Linked DNA regions of Mus musculus: region 2 is linked to region 1. A link is a contact called in public Hi-C data. All regions are on one chromosome and are shown on one strand. Each heading gives the region's core, a stretch centred on a gene start, on an enhancer-like site or on the middle of the called end of the contact. The rest is flanking DNA. Distances are from core to core; before and after follow the strand shown.

Region 1 (2,986 bases), core at 151-2,650:
GATTTGTAAAGACAGAAGAAGCAAAGGGCTGACACCGGTGCCTTGGGGTGCCATCTAGTCCCACCTTTCCATAACCCCCTCTCAAAGGATAGCAATGACCCTAGTGTTCAAAGCAGTGAGTGACGGCATGGGGACTCTGGGACCTTCGCTGACGTAAGATGAAAAGCTGGCGAGCTCAATCACTGTAGAAAATCAACAATAATGAATAAAACGGCAATACAATATGCCGCGGTGCTGAGAGTTAGCCGTCCTCCAGTCAGACTTGAGCTGTACCTACTGCATGGAACCAGGTTTTCTTGAGATCCTCCTGACAGCGACGGGTCAGTTACCTAGCAGCATCTTAATTCAAAATGACACTGAAGGTCCGTGAAAACCAGCAGATTTCTGCCTGCTCTGATTCCACACTAAATCTAAACCAGCCAATCTCTTCAATCTCTGAGAACACAGAAAGCCATCCTCTTCGCTGGGCAAGTAATTCGTGGCCCCACTACCCAGCGTCTCCACTAGAAAATCCATAATGTATCTGGGCACTTGGCCAAGAAGTCAAAGCTGGCTTTTCCTTGGAGTGGGGCATGCACCGAGCAGTTCTGGGTAATGGGAGGGCGTCTAGGAAATGCTTTCAGAGGAGGGGGCTTTCTTTGACACAGTTCATCCCTGGTGATAGGAAGGACTGGGTCACAGCCTGAAACATCAGTCTTTTCCAGGATGAAAGACCAAGGGGGACACCCTGCAGACTGGACCACTGAGCTAAACAGTCTCTCTCTGTCTCTGTCTTTTCACTGTGTTGGGGATTGAACCCAGGACCTTTCACATGCTAGGCAAGCTCTCTACCACTGAGCTGTACCCAAGGCTGACAAATGTATTGATGGAGGGAAGGTTTTCTCTCATGCAGACATATACTCTCCCTCGTGTGTGTGTGTGTGTGTGTGTGTGTGTGTGTAAGTGTCACATAGATCTTCCATAACTTACATTGTTATGTTAGGTGAGGAGGAAATGACACTTCTATTTCTTTTTAAAGCTATCCTCTGCTGAGATGCCTCCAAGGTACCGTCTGAACAGGGAAACACTTCACAACAGAATTCCACGTATCTGAAGCTGCCACAGTGACAGCTGTGGAAGTGGGGGGATCCGAGGACTCCAGAAAGTCTGTAGAGCATTCAAGCTTGAACTTTGCCCTACAGGTTATAAACAATGTTCCAGGAACTCCAGGGCCCTCCTGCCAGGAGATCTCAACAGACCACCCACCAAACCTCCTTTCAAAAGGGCGAGGTAGGAGGCACAGCCAGTCTGACTGGAAATGAAAGCCCCCACCTGTTCTTTGCTGCTGGAGGTGAATGTCTAAGAACCTACTTGTCATAGATTCCCACGAGGGCAACTCCCAACGTGCCAGGTGCCAACTGGCAGCAGAACCTTCTGGATGAACTGGTATTGGGCAACACAGGGGGCCTCCCAGCCTACAGCATGTCATCCACGAGGCATTTCCTGAGTCTTTGGTACCAACAGTATCAACAGAGCAGAATCCCAGAGAGTAGACAAGCACGGACCCTCACATGCATGAGGACTGGAGCCAGACAGCTTCTCTCAGGGTATTAGGGAGAAGGGTTTTGGACTCAGAGACAAACCCAAGGATGAGAGCCGTGGGGTCCTGCATTGTCTCAGCTAAGCACTTAAGAGACAGATCAGGGCATTAAGAAGCGGGAGTCAAGATTCCCGTGAGAATTTTTATGAGAAAGATTTTAACCTACATTTATTCTTTAGGTATTTGGTGGTGGGGGGGGGGGGGAGTCCTACAAAAAGAACGCATCATAAAACATGTCAGATGTTCTGGTCTCAACTTTCTGAGTCGAAGGCAAACAAAGGTTGTGACATGATTAGATCAGAACATGCTGACACACGTGTGTTCTGTGTAGACACAGAAGAAATGGTGCTGAACTTTAAAACCCTAAACAAAACAAAGCCTGAAAAAGGAAAAAAAAAAAATCCAGCTGTTTGGTCTCAGTGAATTTGCAAACAGCAAAGGCTACTTCTAAGTACAGTGTCTGTCGGTCTGTCTGCCCTCATGCTACACACCAGGAGGGGTGAGAACCCCATATCTGTGGATTCAAGCAACCTCAGATCAAAATTATTCATGTTCCATATGCATTGAGCATGTTGAGACAGCTTCCCCATCGCCGTTCAGTAAACAATGTCGTCTAAGGACATTGCACTGCATTACGTGTTTTATTAAGTAGCCTGCACATGGTTCAAAGTGTGGGGGAGGGTAAGACCCGACTATGTGGGAACAGTGAGCACAGCACGTGGTGTGAGGCACTTGACCACCCCCTTGGGTATCTGAGGGGCTCCTGATGCCACTCTTCTGAGGATGCTGAGGGGTGACTATCACAGCGGGGGTGTGGTAGCCTGCACATTTCCTTCCCAGCATGCCTCACTGTTTGCACTTAACCATATTCCATTAACTGCAGGTGTCCCTCTCCCCGTCTTGCCTTCATGAACCCAAGGCTCCAGTAGGGCAGACTCTGTGTTCTTTGCTCTTTTAACCCTCATCACAAGGCTAGCAGCTGACATACGTCAGGCGCGTGCATGGATTTGTCAATCAATCAATCAATCTATTTATTTATTTATTTATAATCCATTACCTTGGCTGCAACGAACTCTTGTGTTTATAGTCTCAGGAGGGAAGAAAAGCACAGAAAAGATAAACCTGTGCTACCTACCAACACACTCAGTGCCTGCCTGCCTGCCTGCCTGCCTGCCTGCCTGCCTGGCTGATTGACTCAGGCTGCTCAAAGACTCTAGCAGGTACTTTCAAGTGAGAAGGCCCTAAAAGGTACTGGTAGCCACCTCCCCCAGCCCCATCCCCACCCCTCTCAAAACAGTAATGACTGAGGAGTATAGAAAAACAGCTGGCAGAACTGCTGGACAAGAGCTCAGAAGTTTCTCAATGATCAGCCCAGACAATGGCTCCTCTGTGGCGGTCACCTGACTA
Region 2 (2,986 bases), core at 238-2,737, 240 kb after region 1:
CCCAAAGTTTAGTGTACTGAAGCACTTTTTTTATTTTACATGGTGTGTGTGTGTCCATGTGGATGAGTATTCACACTTGTGTGTGGGAGCCACAGAATAACATCAGCTGTCTTCAGTGATCACCACTCTCTATCAGCCAGCACACCTGCCCCAGTGTCACCTGGGGAGCCAGTCCAACCTCTCGAGCTCCACCTAGTCAACTATATCCCCGTCTAACGACCACCAACCACCGTCCCAGAATGTGAGCTGGTCTGAAAAGAGTCTGGGGAGAGAATCAGGCTGGGAGGCTTGGGCTGGAGTGGGCGGGGTCCTCAGCTCCCACTGGACCAGGAGAACAAGGAGAAAGCACACAGAGGACGACATCTGTGTGGGGAAGGGGAGGTGGACTGGCGCAGTCCATCGAGGGCTGCAAGGAGCATAAGAAGAGTCCTGCAGAGCCCAAGAATGAACCAGCCCAGCTACCACTCGGACGCTGGCCCACCCGGCCTTCACACGGTATGAACAAACATCTAGCTTCAGTTTGTCCTGACTGCAGCTCCAGGAAACAGGTGCCAGGTCATTCCCAGTCCACCACTTTGAAGGAAATTTCCTGACTGGCTTCAGGAAATGGAACTTTTACAAAGATGGCTAACAAGCACCAGGAAGGTCTGTCTTCAATAGCAGGGCCTTTGCAGAAGGAGAACCATGACTCGTTTGACAGGGACAGCTAGCAGGCTGAATTACTCATAGACATAGATAAAGAATGGTCTGTTATACAAACAAAGGTCCAAACCATCCTCTTACACACACACACACACACACACACCCTCTCTCATACACACTCACACACTCTCTCTCTCATACACACTCACACTCACGCACACACTCACACATACATACACATTTTCTCACACACACACACTCACACACTGAAGAAGATGGCTTGTGCCCACACAGTCTCTCCCACAATGCCCTCAAACACTGATGGCAATCTCTTGTTGGAGGTGGACTGGGATAAGGGAGGCTCAGCTTTTGACACATCAGTTGTCAGCACATCGCTGGTCAATCGAACAACAGGGAAAGGAGAGAAGCTTGCTTTGCTCACTTTGCTCGCTTTGCTCTGCAAAGGAGGAAGAAAAGGGATTCTTGGTTCTGAACCATTAGACCAAAGCCCTGTGATCTTCCACCTCTGCCTGGTCAACAAAGAGCTACAGGGCACTAGGATCAACCAAATCCATGACTCACCTCCAACACCCAGTCACCAGGCAACTGGAGTAATACTGAAGGCACAGCCACCATCTTGGTTTATTCTCTTCTTCCCCCTCCCTCCCTCCCCTCCCCTCCCCCACCTCCCTTCCTCAATTCCAGTTTCACCTGGTTGATCTGAGAGCTCAGAGGAAAGTTCCAGTGTCAAGGAATTCCACTGTGGAATTGATTTCTCAATATGCCTCAGTTCTATTAAGGTGACCAAACCAGTCTGCTGGGCGACATACCTCAGGCAACAGCAGCCTGGGGAAATACCAGCCAGGACACAGTCTCTGACGTAAGAAGGCAGACAGCCACGTCGACCCAGTACTACCATGCTCACCTTACCTCCCACCCCAGAAACAGAGCAGCACAAAACACGAGGAAAGCAGACTCGGAACGGTATCTGGGCTAGAGCAGGTGTGTGAGATCACAGGGCAGGTGAGAGCTTGCTGCCTCATTCAGGAAGCAACCTAAGACGGCTGCGCCTAGACCATCCATCCGTCTGCAGCTTCCTGGTTCAGTCTGCAGGCTCGGCTGTACTCCACTGCACAGGAATCCTAACTGTTAGAGATTGCTAATCCAAGTGGCCATACTTCAGGCCTGGCTGCTGCCATTTCTCTGCCTAGGGGCGTCTCCATCTCTGAGAGCGCAAAGGAAGGTCAGCGGCAGTCAGTGGAGCCAGGGAGCCTTCACAATCAAGTCTCCTGTTTGAGTAGGATTATGAGTTTGCCTAGAGCAGGAACCAAACCAGACCTGAGGGAGGAGGGAAAGAAAAAGGGAAACATGGACAGGGTAGATGGCTCCGTGGTTAAGAGCTTGCTGCACAACCGTGGGAACCTGAGCTCAAACCCTTAGCACTCAGCTAAAGGCTGGGCACAGCAGCATGCATCTGTCTGTGAACACAGCCACTGGGGAAGGGGTTCGTCCTTGGAGTTCGTTGGCCAACCTGCCTAGCCAAATTGGTGAGCTACAGGCTCAGCAACAAACACTGTCTCCAAAAAAAGGCAGGGGAGGGGTGACAGAGCAAGTGCACATGAGGGTGAGAGGAGGAGGGGACATGACACAGATGACATATGCACTCAAGCACACGCCGCACACACAAAGACATCATAGAGCAGGGTTCAGGGGTCTTGGAAGACGTCACTGGAAAAAACCTGCATTTTATGCTTATTGCAAGGCACCATTCCAAGACAGATCTGTGTGAGTTGACAGTATGTCTGCTGTCCTGACTTGCTAAGCAAGCTACAGGTTCTTGCTTGCTTACAAATGCACAGTGGGCCAACCAGGACTGTGGTGAACCAAAGCCCACCATGAGCCACATCTGTAGGCAAAGGGGGTCTGATTTCAGCTTCAGAGCCAGAAAAGTGGGTACATCCATTGAGGAGCAAGGAATCCAATCCTGGGGGAGATTCATTCTGTAATGTTATCCGAGAAGGTAGCTCAGAGAGGTGCAGTTCTCCGCCTGACCATCAGAAGCCACGCCGAAAGCAATGCCCACTCCTCTCGGCTGGCAAAGGGCTCAGAGGACGATAGTGTTTGCTGGGCAAACACGAGGTCTGAGATCAGATCCCTAGCACCCAAGCAAACGCTGGCCATGGAAACATTTGCAAAGGAAACTCAGAATCTTCCTCTGGCTTCCAGATATACCCACATAGGTATGTGTGTGCATGCGTGTGCAAACACACCAGTATAGACTCATACATACATACATACACACATAGGTCCATACACAGGTGATCATACACATATACACAGATGT

Evidence for each region. A called contact is a pair of places that touch in the nucleus more often than the background predicts.
Region 2: a Hi-C map of epidermal suprabasal cells shows a contact between it and region 1, with 2.8 times the contacts expected there. The contact joins two enhancer-like sites. A contact is called at or near these places in 1 of 484 Hi-C or Micro-C datasets (epidermal suprabasal cells), 4 of 115 datasets of contacts at active chromatin or transcription factors (acute myeloid leukemia, bone marrow-derived macrophages, embryonic stem cells and 1 more) and 2 of 9 other capture datasets (adipose tissue and liver).

What each region holds. Positions count from the first base shown.
Region 1 is chr16:89,860,356-89,863,341 of GRCm38.p6, forward strand. The region is part of intron 8 of Tiam1 (T cell lymphoma invasion and metastasis 1); the gene reads right to left. Among named protein-coding and RNA genes, the nearest start is that of Gm52239, 67 kb to the left of the region's middle. Within about 2 kb of position 1,401, at least 15 of the 459 cell types and tissues checked have an H3K27ac peak or open chromatin away from gene starts, as enhancers often do. A contact at or near this core is called in epidermal suprabasal cells, where this site is marked.
Region 2 is chr16:90,096,769-90,099,754 of GRCm38.p6, forward strand. It overlaps a transcript of Tiam1 not described here. Among named protein-coding and RNA genes, the nearest start is that of Gm10789, 44 kb to the right of the region's middle. Within about 2 kb of position 1,488, at least 36 of the 459 cell types and tissues checked have an H3K27ac peak or open chromatin away from gene starts, as enhancers often do. A contact at or near this core is called in epidermal suprabasal cells, where this site is marked.